Regions from separate parts of the Drosophila melanogaster genome. Here region 1 is linked to region 2. A link is a contact called in public HiChIP or PLAC-seq data. All regions are on one chromosome and are shown on one strand. Each heading gives the region's core, a stretch centred on a gene start, on an enhancer-like site or on the middle of the called end of the contact. The rest is flanking DNA. Distances are from core to core; before and after follow the strand shown.

What was found. HiChIP or PLAC-seq counts read pairs in DNA pulled down with a chosen protein or histone mark.
Region 1: a CP190 HiChIP or PLAC-seq map of the Kc167 cell line shows a contact between it and region 2, with 10 times the contacts expected there. The contact joins the enhancer-like site here to the promoter of CG42354 in region 2. A contact is called at or near these places in 1 of 1 datasets of contacts at CTCF or cohesin (the Kc167 cell line), 32 of 107 Hi-C or Micro-C datasets (the Kc167 cell line, the OSC cell line, the S2 cell line and 10 more) and 3 of 6 datasets of contacts at active chromatin or transcription factors (all in the Kc167 cell line).

Annotation. Positions count from the first base shown.
Region 1 is chrX:16,243,581-16,247,763 of dm6, forward strand. No RefSeq gene overlaps it. Among named protein-coding and RNA genes, the nearest start is that of snRNA:U5:14B, 8.4 kb to the right of the region's middle. Within about 2 kb of position 1,346, at least 21 of the 39 cell types and tissues checked have an H3K27ac peak or open chromatin away from gene starts, as enhancers often do. A contact at or near this core is called in the Kc167 cell line, the OSC cell line, the S2 cell line and 6 more, where this site is marked.
Region 2 is chrX:16,101,512-16,106,253 of dm6, forward strand. CG42354 reads right to left here and starts at 3,435. Exons shown (of 6, transcript NM_001144730.3): 1 at 3,293-3,435; 2 at 1,308-1,542. It overlaps CG42353, which reads right to left and starts at 3,435. Exons shown (of 5, transcript NM_167485.4): 1 at 3,293-3,435.

The DNA of each region.
Region 1 (4,183 bases), core at 96-2,595, 140 kb after region 2:
TTATCGCTTACCTATTTCCGCTAATTACTTATAAGGATCGTTTTATATTTGATGTCCAGTTTTAGCAAAGAGAATATATTTTCAGAAATGTTTGACATGTACTTAACCATCACTAGAATGAAACTTGATAGCTTTGCATAATTTCCGACCAACCTTATATGATTATACAAATTATTTCAACACTCCGGGCTAAAATGTAATACATGATGATGATTTCAACATTTATCCATATACATATAGTGCCTAATACAAGTACTACTTATGTTTTTATACCGAATTACAGAAACAAAAAAAGGCCAGCAGGCTATAGAGAAAAGAGTTCTTATCCCATTTCCCGGCCATTGGCGCCATACAAACATGCATTTTAAAATAATTAGATTCGTTCGAACCCTTCGCCCTGAACCACTAATTTTGAATGGAGGAGGAGGGTATTCAACGTACGGAGCGAATAATACGCAATTAAATTGATGGGTGTGGCCAGTGTCCTCATCCCTTTGCACTGGCGAGTCAACGAAAAATTTCATTAACGAAATCACTGTCGACGCACTCGCACTGGCATGGCATTCAAATTCGAATCTACATCCACATCCACATCCACATCCACGTCCATCGTATGCATACAATGATTTTTAAGAGCCATTTACATTTGAGTAATTTCATTGGGGTGTGTATAGTACACAGATTTTGATTCAGCCAGCCTCTTTCCAATAATCGTTGAGAATGTTTACATAGACCCGTCGAGTTCAAAGAACCTACATATGGGCCATTCTTTTCTCTAGTTAGATTATTCATTTGCCAGCAAATTTGCCGGAAATAACTATGTGTTCACCAAAATCACCAAGCATTTGTATTTCAATTGGGTTACGTATTCTCATTTAATTAAAACTCAAGAAAAACACAAATCTTAGTACCTTTAGATGCTTTTTTGTCCATAAAAAACATTTCGAATTTCGTATTACTATTGGCGCTAAAATAGTCATTGTAAATTATGCAGCCCAGAACATTTTCATATACAATTTAGACAAAAACAGTAGTTTCAAGACAGATATATTGAACAAATCTAGAAGTTTCATATATCCGGGTCATCGCTTTAAAAATGGAAAAAGGATCATTAACGTATCTACAAACATTTCTGATTCGAGATTAATAATTAATACCTTACCATGAGCAAAAGATATAAATAAGATATAAACAAATATATAAACTAAGTAACTCATTCTAATATATAATAGAAAGTTTATAAATTTACCATTTTTGGTTATTGTCACGGCCTGAAAGTCGGCAATTCAAATTATGAACAACATACCATCTCGTGGCGCCATCTATGGACAGATAAGCGAACCACAACTATGGTTGGTCATGAGCAGATCGCCACCTATGTTTTGAAAATCGAACTTGGATCGACCATCAATTGTCATATGAGATCATCTGCAAAAATTTAATTTCCGCCAGCAACTGGTGAAACAAATTAAAGCTAATCATATTTTTCTGTTTAAGATGACCATTTCCATGTGCCCAAACAAATGCGAAAACAGAAAATAACACAAAAAAAAAACCATCACACACAGGATCTGTCTAAAACAATCAAACGTTCTAGGTTACTTCCGCTTAATTAATTTTGAAACCCTAAATTCAGCTGTGCCAACAGAGTTTTCCGCTGCCCCAGCTCCCGAGTCCCAGCTCGAATGCCCCTGGGCAGTGCACACATTTCCGTAACGCATGGCAGTGAGTCCCATCCGGATCAGGATGCCGTGTGGAAATTGTTTATCATACAATTTGCGAGTGAAAACTTTTGTCACTGAGCACCCAACTCCAACGACCACACTCACTCACACCCACTCACATTTCATAATGCGCAAATGAAAATCTAATTAAACAAACTGGTGCAGTCGAATCAGTTGCTAAATCCAAAAGCGATAAGCAATCAGAAATTCCTCAAAACCAGTGCCAAAGACCAGTTTTATCGAAAATCACAGGGGTCAGAGGTCAGCGGTCTGGGGTCAGGGGTCAGTGGAGTGGCTGGAGTGGCGTGCACGGACATTCCTTTATGCAAATTAATTTCAATTGATTGCGCACGGAACAGTTTTTATTTCGATATTCCCGCTGTCGCAAATATGCATACATTTTACTTAGATCGCTTTGATGTCGCTCATGTGAAAAAGTGCCTGGCATAACATTTTTCTTTCGCAATGGGTTACTCCGGCCACAAAAGTTGCTCCATTGCCTGTTGCTTTAAATAATTTGTGCGGCAGCCGAAATGGGTAACTTTCTTCTAATGAAAAATTTGTGTCTTGTTTAAATCTGTAAGCTATTAAAAAATCGAACTGAAAAGTAAAGTAATGCTGTAATGCTTTTTTAATCCGGAAATCCATTAAAGCTCAAGAGTTAGCGGAATTCTTTATGCTTCTACCCATTATTCAGTCGCAGAATCAAAGGTGTAAGCCAGATTTGTTGAAAAGTATGTAACAGGTATAACAGGTCCGTATGATTTCGGGAACTATGAAAGCTTAAAGTTATAGTAAGATAGTTTAATATTTAATTTGATCAGATTTGAATGGGAAATTACCTTCTTTCTATTTCACTTCAGTGCTCAAACTATATTACTGCATTCTTTAAGACACCTTGTATAGGTGTGTTCAAATACGAACTTTGACCCAATGTACGTTTCTAAATTCCTAGATAAGCTTTCGCTAAAAATGTGAAAAGCTGGCCAATATCTGTCTGTTAGTTATTTGCGCTCTACACGACTGGTGGCTAAAAGAGGGGGGGGGGGGGGGCTATTGTATTGGCCTTGTTGCTTTCTAACCGTTAATCGTCCTCAATTGCCTCTAAAAGCAACTTACACACGCTTTTCACGCACAAAAGACGCCGAAAGCGTTCCCTCATTGGCCAAAAGCCCACAACAATATTTGTCTTTGACCCTATTATTTACTAAATTACCTTTTCCTTACGGCGAGGGCTTATGAACCCCAAGACACAATAACCTCACCGCAACCGGCCTCCACGCCACAAAAATACCAGACATATGTCGGGTTTTTCGGGGGTAAGCTGTACAAGTGGAGTCGCAAGGCACTCGATAAGGCACTCGCCAGCATCTGCAGGTGAAATTATTTATTTTGCTCGGGTTAATCCACTACAAAAACAACTGAACTGAACTGAACTGAGCTTGAACTCAACTCAACTGCTGAGTTCTCAACTCTCCACTAACGAAAACGAAAACGAAGGATAATGAAGGGGATGTGTGGAGGGGTGATAAGCGGGCGGGAAAAGCGTCGGAAAATTCGAACTGAAAGACGAGGAAAGCGATGAAAGTGAGCAGCCCCGAGGAGCTAAGCGTATGTGTACAAAGTGATTATAATTTCTTTAAGTGATTTCAACCTTACCTTGAGGTATTTCGGCTTAATTGAAAACATTTCGTTAAATGGCTTCGGCGACCGTGTTTGTGGTTGAATGCTCCTCTACACTTTTGAACCAGTGTTTGCCGTGATTAGCTTTATAAAACACTCATTGTACGAATAAAACGAGTCGTGTGGGTATATTCATGAGTAGGTAGGTACCACGGAAATGGTAGTTTTAAGAGGACATAAATCCTTAATGGTTGAGTGGGTAAATTATAACTATAACAATCTATAGTTGGTTCACCTTTCACTTCTGCCCATGTGCATATTACCACCATTGGCTGTGTTGTAAATATTATATGACGAGTTTTAAACTAGTGCTCAAAAATTATCAGTATTTTAGCCAAAACAATACAAATAATGGTCCAGATATTGAATGGCATACCTCGTTGAGCTTGTATTTGAATTTCCAATCGATTTGCATTCGAATTTGGGAATTCTGGATTTTTTTCAATTTTTTGCAAATTTTGAATGATTTTGAATGTCAAAAAATGCGAAAATTTGGCCAAAAACTAATTTCACAAAGTTCGTCCAAAAGTGATGGGGATGGTTAGTATTGGTAAAAAGCAGTAAATAACAGTAATAATTTAAGCTGTCTGATCATTTTTAGCCAAGTTATACCAAAACAACCAATCGTAAAAATTAAATTTGTGAAAAAAATTATTATATCACCTTTATTACTATATATTGCCAATCTTGAATGATAAACGATATTTTATTGATTTATATGCAATATAAGTTATATATATATTTTTTCTGTGTGTAAACGGTAAAAGGCTATAAAC
Region 2 (4,742 bases), core at 2,185-4,684:
AACTGAAGTTAAGATCGATTTTCAGAAATGCAGGAACAAGATATCGCATGAAAGAATCTATTTAGGCAAAATTTGGTAATTCAAATCGCTTATTCCAATTTGACTACAAAACATTTCCCATTGGAAAAATCAATAGTTTTTTATTTTTTTTTTCTGTTCGCAACCTAGTTATTAGCGTTTCCCCAGTATCAAATTCGCAGAAGTGCGGTTTGCGCTGGCCCGAATAAGCATATTGTCTACTAACCCACTGACAATTGGCCCACCCCTCGTGTCAAATGCAATGACAAAGTCATCGGGTTCAGGTATCTGGTTGGTTATCTGGCTAGAGCAGCTGGTAAATGCAGTTGCAGTAATTATTGCACAGAAGATTACGTGACACATCTGATGAGTGAGTGGCAAATGGTGCCGGTCGCCAACCGCTGAATGCGGGGGCATTTGATTTTCCAATTGATTTGAATACAGAAGCAGAAGCAGAAGCAGGCGGCTGTGATAATTTGAAAACGATTGACTTTTGTAGTTCTCCGGCGACCGCATGTCGGCGTCGTCTAATAAGGCCTGAAAAAAAAAGGGTTGCCTCATCGTCATCATCGTCATCATCATCATCATCATCATCAGCAGTAACTTGAGCAACAGACTCTAAAAAGTAACTGAAGCCAAATGTGAAGCTACGAAAGAAGCCAACCGAAATGGTGGCAAAAAGGCAATTAAAAAGAAACGACTGAACGAGAGAGTGAGCAGTTTTAAGTAAATTTGTATACATATGTAGTATACTCCCGGGTCTCATGATATTTCACACGAATTTTGATAACTTAGATAAGGCTGATGTAATAAATTCATTTATATTATAAGAAGCTAAATACCCTTGAAATAAACGAATCAGCAAATGGAAAAATAGGCATTAAAGGTGAATATTAAATGTTAGTTCATAAAGATCATCAAATGAAATAGAAAATATAACAAAAGCAATTAGAATTTAAGATTCACAATTTTTCGCGAACGTTCTAATACGCCCGCAGGTAGGCAACATCTTTTGCAACATTTTTGTGCTTTTTGGTGGCTAGAGGATATCCACAATTCGGCTATTCCGAACATAATTCTTTCCCGGCGCATTTTTTTTTTTCGCTGAGCAAGGGCCTCGTCATCGTCTTGCCAAACTCGCATGTTGGCAAGATACACACATATATGGATGTACGAATGTACATACATACGTACGAAAGGTTGTAGCTGTGAGTAATTCCGAAGGTTGAGGCATACTAAAATGCACATTCGATCGGTGTTTTGTTAAAGTAAAGCCTGTTAGTACATACGTTGTTCCCCGGGCAGCTGCTTCGCATCGATCGCTTTTTTATTATTATTATTTTTTTTTCGCCTTCAGCTTGCAAAAGATTAAGCCCTCTGATAAGATAGCACCCATTATCTAAGCAAACACACCAATACACGCGCAAGTGTACTCGCCACAGTACTCGCTTATAATAATTTGAATTCTAATCAGAACGGTAGAGGGGGATGGAGAGACTCCAATCAGAGACCTTCCCAGTCAGACTGTTCGAAAAAAAAAATTACAATTTTCCACGTTGTTAATTTATGCCAAATACACACGTACATACAAACGTTAGTGTAAGTTTTTGCATAGAATTTAGCAATGGAATGACCGCGAAATTGATATGTTATTATTGTGTTTAAATTGTTGTATAAGTTTCTAGGTTTACCATAAATGGTGCTTCATAATTATTTTATTCAGTTGGCTTTTTTTTCCCCCCCGAAAGCAGGACTATTCAGTATCTAGAGTCAAGAAGCCATTTAAAGAAACCACGTCAAAGCCAAAATATTTAACACATCTGCATTGGGTTTCGAACTTGCGAAATTTGGATGCGCTGGCGCTAACAAGATTATTTTGTATGAAAAACTGCACCCACTTAATACATATGTAGATATGTATGAATGTATGTATGTACATATGTCTTGAGAGCGAAATAACCCCTTGAACAAATCACACGAAAAGTTAACGAAATCGTACACTGCGTAGGTTATGAAAAATGTTAATAAATGGTTGTATTTAATAAAAAAAAAACATGTGAAAACAAGCAAACATTTTACTGAAAAATATGACTATTTTGAAATATTGTATCCCAAAGAGCCCAACCCTCCTCAAATCTTATAAATTCGAATGTGTGTGTGTGTGTGTGCTGTTGTGTGTTTTTTTAGTGTACCTTTACGGTCCATAGCATGGATCGATTTATGGCATAAATTTACCCTTACCACCACGGAATTGGGAATTGCATCCCTAATTCCGCATGGAGTCTCGTTCCAAATAGATTTTGGATTTTGTGTTCCCAAAATGAATCAGTGTCCGTTCCGATTTGGGAAGAGCCCGTATTGAAGGCAACTGTGAAAGACATTAAACTGCAGCCGCTGCTCTCATTTGCTTTTGCTTTTTTTTTTCTGATTGGACCTAGGTTTTCTTGCTTTTTCTGCCTTTTTGCTTTCGTCATTGTTATGGTTATTTGCTGTTGCTATTGCCGTTGCGCACAGTTGGGTTAATATTTCGAAAATAAGCCATAATTGTGTGTCTCAGCCACCATTTTGTGGTTTTAGTTGAGTTTGAGTTTGTGCTTGCTTTGGTTATTTCCTTCATTTTTTTTTGTTATTTTTTACATATATTTCTTTTTTACGTTTAATGCTTAGTGCGCCTCGTTTTTTCCGTTGGTTTGGCAGCTAGACGGCCAAAGTGTGAGTTCGGATTGGAGTTCATTCACCGCGCAGTAACTGACGGATGCCAATAAGAATATCCCAGATCCCAGTTGGTCTTGAAGAAAACCCCCAACGTTATTTCGTTTTTTTTTTTTCACAAACTCTTGCTTTAACCCGCACTCACTCACGAATACAACAAAAACAAAAACAACAACAACAACAACAACAAAAAGATACAAAATCATACAGATACACACACTCGCACTAACGTTCGTTCACACACACAACCACTATAAACAATCGGCGGTGGTTGAGATCCCCAAAAACCCCTCCCCCACCGAACCAACGAACCACCACTGTTTTTATGTTTCTCTGTTTTGAGTATTATTAATTTCGCCGTACATCGGTGGTACAATGTGTGTTACAAAGCCAAAAAGCCCGAAAAAAAAATAAATGAAAAACAGTCGAATATTTTGTCGTACTTGATGGTAAAGTAAATATAACACACAGATGCAAAGGCGGTTAGACATACAGGGCCAATATACAGATACTATCCGTATATACGGTGTGATTGTATTTGACTTTATTTAACGACAATTACCTAAACAAACGTGAACAATAGAATAGCGGCGGTACGACGACGCGCACTTAACAACAAAAAGTACTCCGGCGTTCGGGAACGGGAAAACCAAACAAAAAAATAACACGTCCGCTCACCACAAGATTTCAAAGTTGACTGCGACAGCAACGATTTTTTTTGCGGCAAATGGAATCCACAATACGATCCACTTTTAATAACATAGGCTTCTCTTAAAGCGTTGTATTTGTATTCATTGTATCTGCAGCGCTACCGGACTGGCGAGATTTCGTTCTGGCTTAAGTTAAGATTTCCGGCTGACCTGGCCTACACCGAAAGAAACGGGTGAAATTGGCATATATCTTATCATATTAATTGAATCAGAAGATTGTTTTAATTTCGTATATTCTTATGGCTAAAGAAATGTTTTTAAATTAAATGTTTATAACGTAGGATGTATAAATAACAATTTGTTCTTAACAAGCCACTGCAATGGTCCTTGTCGACGAACCAAAAATATACTTGCCAACTTTCAAATAATGGGTATACAAAATTATACAGGAGATTTCTTAACGTGTTGCTTATTTTGGTTCTATTTTTTCAAGTAAGGATATTTTAAGGCGTTGCCACAAGTTCGACCTATGATGTTGCCAGCAGCATGGAATAAGAATGCTGAGAATTCAAATTATGAAATTTATTAAAAGTAAGAAATGAAATTATTTGGCTCTTAAAAAAATAAATTTAAAAGAATGTTTAGTATGTGCTGAATGGAAATAATGGTAATTTAACAAAATATACTGAAAACACGTCAATTTAAAAAATATCACACCTTAAAATCGTTAGCCTTAATATCGGTTTTTTTTGCCATGTGCCTTAAAATAAATTTAGATAACATTTTTTTGTAAAATGTTACATATTCAATTAAGCGTTTCGAACCCATTTGGAACCACTTCTTTTAAGGCTACATGAGACTTTCTACAAATATTGTATTTCCGCAATGTAGGTTTGTTACGGCTAAAACTTATTGTTTAAGCAAAATCAGTGGATATGGCAACGCTCGTAAGAAATTATAGAAATATGTGAAGCGCCATCCAGCGGATAGTGCAAGTTCTGCAAAAGCGCGCGTAGTAGCTATTTTTGGAGACTAAACTACCGCCATCTGTTGGTGTTTATTCAAAACAGACGTAAAAAAGTATGTTACACAAAATAAATTTTTTGTGTAGTTACTATATTTTTAGGGTTGACTAGCGTTGTGCTATTTTTCAGTAATAACAATAAAATAAATAGTGATCGCTAGATAAAGCTAGGGCTAATCAAACTGAAAAACGAAATAAAATTGATTATGTTTATCTGTAGTTTATGCAGACAAATAAGTAAACTAACTACACTATTTCACAATTTGCCTTACAAGTAAAAAATGAAACCAGCAAAATTTACTTGAAATCGGCATAACTAATCGCAATTGTTTGGTTAG